Linked DNA regions of Sus scrofa: region 2 is linked to region 1. Evidence: chromatin contacts called from public Hi-C data. All regions are on one chromosome and are shown on one strand. The core of a region is the stretch at or near the end of the contact, and the rest is flanking DNA. Distances in the headings are between cores, read along the strand shown. Region 1 has its middle 200 kb from the start of SALL1. Region 2 has its middle 180 kb from the start of CYLD.

What was found. A called contact is a pair of places that touch in the nucleus more often than the background predicts.
Region 2: a contact with region 1 is called in a Hi-C map of liver, with 10 times the contacts expected there. The contact joins two enhancer-like sites. A contact is called at or near these places in 4 of 47 Hi-C or Micro-C datasets (liver and skeletal muscle).

Annotation. Positions count from the first base shown.
Region 1 is chr6:33,526,733-33,529,653 of Sscrofa11.1, forward strand. No RefSeq gene overlaps it. Among named protein-coding and RNA genes, the nearest start is that of SALL1, 200 kb to the right of the region's middle. Within about 2 kb of position 1,424, at least 2 of the 83 cell types and tissues checked have an H3K27ac peak or open chromatin away from gene starts, as enhancers often do. A contact at or near this core is called in liver, where this site is marked.
Region 2 is chr6:33,942,199-33,945,119 of Sscrofa11.1, forward strand. No RefSeq gene overlaps it. Among named protein-coding and RNA genes, the nearest start is that of CYLD, 180 kb to the right of the region's middle. Within about 2 kb of position 1,458, at least 9 of the 83 cell types and tissues checked have an H3K27ac peak or open chromatin away from gene starts, as enhancers often do. A contact at or near this core is called in liver, where this site is marked.

The DNA.
Region 1 (2,921 bases), core at 174-2,673:
GTGGCAAAGTTCAAAAGCTCCATATTCAAAAATGTATGACCAAGAACACTTAGCAAATTCCAGAAACCTTTGACCTTCAGTTTGTTGAATATTGTAGTTTACGTTTTCTCTAATTTGTCCCGAACCATTTGTACCCTGGATTATTAATCTATAACCAAACACAGCTCTGGGAACCCTCCCCCCACCACACACACAGCAATGATGCCAGGAACATGACCAAATCCATTATCTTTTCTTTGAATTCTGTCAATATATTTATTTCACATCTTTATTCTGGCTTCTTTCTCCCTTTGCATTTCATGGAAAATCTTTCCAGATAAGATCAGAACTGCTTTGTCATTCATCAGCCGTAATCAAGTCTAACTCAACAGCAGAGTTTAAAAACATATTTTTTTCCACGTTCAGATGCAAAAAGGACCAAAAAAATAAACAACCAAAATTGTAGATCCCAGCTGTCTGCCTCTATGTCTGCATATGTCATTGTATCACGGTGCCCCTTTGGTAGATTTACGGTGTGAATTAATAAACATTCATGGAGACTGGAATATAGGTCAGCTACTGACATACTACTTGAGGAATCTGGAAGATTAGTTCCTAGAAGGCCAAGTCTGAGTGTCTAGAAAGCAGGCAGCACAGTGGGTACAAGACCTCCAGCTCTCAGGGAACACTCTGTCTGTTCTCCAGGGCTTCATGCACCTGCCCCTGCGTTTCATCATCTGTCCAACTTGAAAACAACAGCCCAGACCTCATAGGGTTTGTTCTGTAATCAGTCAATGAGTGTTCATTGAGTGCTTACGGTGTACCAGGCCTTTTCATTGGCACTGGGGTACTGAGTGTTGACATTCTCATAGGAAACAGAGACATAATAAGCAAATGGCTCAATAAGGTGTTTCAAATGGTGATAACTCCATGTTAAAAAAAAATGAGGGCGCTCCCATCGTGGCTCAGCGGAAAGGAATCTGACTAGTATCTAAGAGGATGCAGGTTCGATCCCTGGCCTTGCTCAGCAGGTTAAGGATCTGGTGTTGCCATGAGCTGTGATGTAGGTCACAGACGAGGCTCGGATCTCACGTTGCTGTGGCTGTGATGTAGGCCGGCAGCTGTAGCTCTGATTTGACCCCTAGCCTGGGAACCTCCATATGCTACAGGCGTGGTTCTCAAAAGACAAACAAACAAACAAAAAGAGACAAATCGTGAGAAGAAAAGTGAATAAAAATTTTAGTTAGATTTTAGATAAGTCTTCAGATAAGTTTGCTATATCAGAAGCTGGCATTTGAACTCAGCCATTGGTGAGAAGAAAGAACTAACTGAAGTTTGAAGGGAGGGAGGACCACGTAGAATAAATGGCCAGGTCTCACTTGTGAAGTGAAAAAGGCTACCACATTGGAGCACAGAGGACGGGGTAGGAGGGAGGGGGAGGAGGTGGAGGTAGATGGCCGCAGGGGAGCCAGGGCCAAAATCATGTGGGAGCTTGAAGGCCAAGTAAGGAATTTGGACTTTGGCCCAAGTGCAATGAGAAATCACGAGTGAGTTTTAACCAGAGCAGGGAAAATGATCTGATTGATGACAGTGGAGAGGCTGCCTCCCAATTCTCTTTGTCAGGAGAGATTTTCAACCTGCAGCTCTAATGGCATCAGTACCATCGGGAAGTGGGTGGCGACCCAATATGACTTTCAAAGTGTTGGAAGGGTTTGAGTGGGATGGGGGAGTGTGTACAGAGACCCCGACAGAGACCTGCATCTGCGATGATGTCTTGGATGCTCCTGAGCTCTAGTAACCAGGACAGACTCAGCTTCGGCCAATAAAAGCTCCTCAAATGCAGTGAACTGAAACAAGAGAGAAGTGTATTTCTCTGGATGATCCAGAACCAATATGGCACCTCAGTGATACCAGGGACACAAACGTTCTCTCTTTCCTATTGTCCTGCCAACCCCAACATGCAGCTGCCTTCTCAGTGACCACGAGAGCTGCCAGCTGCCATACGTGTTTCTGCCACCACGCCTGCGTTTCAGCCAGAGAAAAAGAATACTTTCCTTTTCGGGTCTCCACCTAGAAGCGACATACCTCATTTCTACTCATTTTCTTCCATTGACCAGAACCTATGGGTGTGGCCAAAGCTATCTTCAAGGGAAGCTGGAAAATGGAGTTTTGAGCTGATCAGCGTGGTGCCCAGTCAAAACTGTTCCTATTAGAAAAGAAAGTAAGAGGGAGAATTCATAGCTTCCACCCAGTGCAAAAGCAGCTGGGATTGCGTGCAACCCTTAGAGACCCAGCGCTATTAAAAGAAGTTCTGTTCCCAAAGGACTCATGAATAAAATAAACAATAATCATAAATAATAAAAACAACTAGGTAATTGAGACATCACCACCTATCAATAATTTTTCCATATGCATTTCTCACTCTGCCACATGCAATCAGCACGGTTTAAAAAAATTATTGAACAAACATGTTACTGTTCATTTGCCTCTCCCAGGGCCCGCTCTTGGAGTTGTTTCCCTAGAAAATAGAGATAGATTTGTACTGTTTTTGTTTTTGTTTTTGTTTTTGTCTTTTGTCTTTTTAGGGCCACACCTACAGCATACGGGGGTTCCCAGGCTAGGGGTCGAATCCGAGCTGTAGTGGGATGTGGGATATCATCAATTCTTTGAAGGATTGGCCTGAAGAAGTCCTCCATGGCATATGGGAATCAGCTGGGGAGGTTTATTTTATGTATTTTTTATTTTTCTGCTTTTTTAGGGTTGCCTTGGAAGTTCTCGGGCTAGGGATTGAATTGGAGCTACAGCGGCCAGCCTATACCACAGCCACAGCAATGTGGGATGTGAGCCACGTCTGAGACCTACACCGCAGTTCACAGCAATGCCGGATCCTTAATCCACTGATGGGGCCAGGGATGGAACCTGCATCCTCATGGATACTAGTC
Region 2 (2,921 bases), core at 208-2,707, 420 kb after region 1:
GCTCTGGAACCAAGATGAAAGAGCCTTGTTCTGATGCTGCTTCTGGAGACTGGTCCCAGCCTCCTTGCACACCCACATCAGGCCCCTGGGACCCAGCTTGTCCTAACGATGCCAGTTTGTAAGCCCATGTGAGGGGCAGGGAGGCTGGCACATCCTTCATGCTGAATCAGCTCAAGTATTTTCCACGGCCCCCGGCTGTGCATTCACTCAGAGCAGGTTGGAGCAAGGTGAGCAAGGTGGCGGGGAGCTGCTGAGCCCCTCTGGGTTCTGGCAGGTCAGAGACAAGACTGAAGGACCAGGCAGCTGGAGAGGGGCTCCGGGGGCTTGGGGCGGGTATTAGTCAGCGTTCTCCAGAAGCAATGGGATAGAGACCAATGCAACCAACAGGATACATATAAGTAGAAAGAAAGGGAGAAAGGGAGAAAGGGGGGGGGGGGGAAGCAGGGAGGGAGGAAAGCGGGGGGGCAGGGAAGAGGGAGGTAGGGAGGCAGGAAGGCAGGCCAGCCAATGGAGAGCAGACGAAGACTGATGTCCCAGCTCAAAGTGCAGGCAGAGAGGACACGCTCCTCCTTCTTCCCCATTTTTGCTCTATTCAGGCCTCCATGGATTGCATGGTGCCCGCCCCCACTGGGAGGGCAATCAGCGTTACTCAATCGCTGATTCAAATGCTAATCCCATCCAGAAACACCCTCACAGATACACCCAGAAATTATGTTTCCTCTGGGAGCCCCGTGTCCCCTCAAGTTGACACACAAAATCAACCATCACAGGGGCCCTTCCCAGGAATCGAACCTTCTGCTCCAGTGGGAAGGGCACCACCCTCGCCCTCGCTGCCCCTTCCTAGATTCACAGACTGTCAGAGCAGGAAAGGTGCCAAGAGATGGCTAATGGGGGAGTCACACACCCAGGACCAGACAGGTCACCAGTGTGGGAGACTGGACCTGCTGGGGCCCCCAGGGGGGTGATGGCCCGTGGACCCACCTGGGGAGCAAATGCACTCATCCACGGTCACCTGTAATATTGTGTCAAATACAAAGCCGCTCCCAGCAGGCCAGACTCAGTCTTCTGCTTCTCAAGTCAATTCTCTGATGCTCCTGCTGAAAACTCTGACCCCTAGAGCGAGGCGGGGCCACTCCGGACCACATGCTGAGAGCTGAGTCACATTGAGATGAGAGCCCAGCTCTGCTCACGCTCGGACCACCGTCTTTATTCCTTTATCGAATCAGCCAGCTCTGCACCAGCCAGGCAGCATGAGACACGGTCTCTGTCTCCAAGGAGCTCTGGGGTTCTGGACAGAGCAGCGCTAGAAGGACCACAGAGAAAGCCCCATTATACAGGCAGAAAAACTGAGAGTCGCGGAGAGGACGAAGCTCTGGCAGAAAAACGGAGGGTGTCAGGCAGAACGAGGACTTGAGCTGAAATATGACTTGCGTGCGGGCGTGTTGGGGTGAGCGGGCTCATTTGTTTCAAGCCTTCCGTGAAGACAGAGCTGTCCCTGGTATAGCGCAGGTATTGGCTCAGTATACGGTTTGGGGTCGATGACAAACCGAGGGTCCTGCTTTGGGAATGTGCAGGCTGGGAAGAGGGTCTCCTGGCACCCACTTCCCCCTGGAAAGCTTCTGGCACTGTCAACATTTCCCCCCAATTCCTGAGGATTTCCCTTTGGGTGCCAAGCTCGACACGTCCTCTTTGAATTCATAATGAGTACGGACTAAGCAGAAAGCAGCCCAAGGTGAGTCATTCATTAATCATAAACAAAACAGTCCCCGATCAAGGACACATCAGCACACACCATAAAAAGGGAAGGGAGGGGGAGGGTTGCCCAATCTCTTTATTTAATATTAACCACATTATGTTTTTGCATTTGAGTTCTGAGAAAGATTGCTCTCCTTTCCTGGGTGTTGTATGAACTCAATCCAAAGTCAATTTTTCTGGGATACGCGGGTGCCCGCTTCACGAGGGCTGAGGGTGAGTGGGGGGACTTTGGAGCCCCGGGCACTCACACTGGATGGATGCCCAGGCGGCAGGGCCACCTCCTCCTCGAGGTCTGAGAGGGCCTTATCCTCGACCACTTTTCCAGCGTTGCCTGATACATACGGAGGGACCACAGGTGACCATGGCGAGGGCCCGTCCTTGGGAGGCGCACGTTTAATGGCAGCGTAATCATAAGTGCTGAGTACTTGGCGAAAGCCACCTGTTGATATGGCTGGGCTGTGGCCCGTGGGGGCGAGGAGGTGAAGGGGACACGGACGGTAGTGTGAATATCACGCGGCTGGAGATTGCTCCACCACAATTACATTTTTTTTCTCCTTTGCTCCGCCCAAGGGGTCTGTGGATGGCGATAGGACAAGAGATGTGGTCCCATTTCATAGGTGGGCAAGCTGAGGCTCCAAGTGCGGAATAGTGTCCAGCAGGGCTCTTCCCATTCCCCACACCACCTGTGAAACAGCTTGGCAGAGGGCCCCAGGCTCCTAAGGGGCAGCTGTTACTTCACGACTGAGCTTCTGCCCCTCCCAGGGCTGCTCGTGTCTGCCCGAGGTGGGGAACTTTGGGTCCTTTGTCCTGGCAGCCGTGCCTGAGCACCCGCTTCCCTCCCTGGCACTCGGCTCCACGGTCTCCCCCCAGCTGGGGATGTGGCTGAGCTCTGCCATGCCCCCTGATGAGAGTGTGCACCTGCCGACTGGCAGGGGCACACCCCCAAGGCAATTTGCACAGCATGAGGGTACTGGGATCCAAAGGTGAAATTCAGGAGTTTGCCCCAAAAAAGCCCCGAGATGGAGGGGAAGGAGAGGGAGGTGAGAGTAAAATTTGACACAAATTACCTGGTGCTTGCTGGAGCGCAACGAGGCAGTGGAGCTGCCAGGGCAAGTCCGGTTGGTGCCATCTCGGCGGAGCAGAGAGGCCAGCCTCGGGGGGCGGGG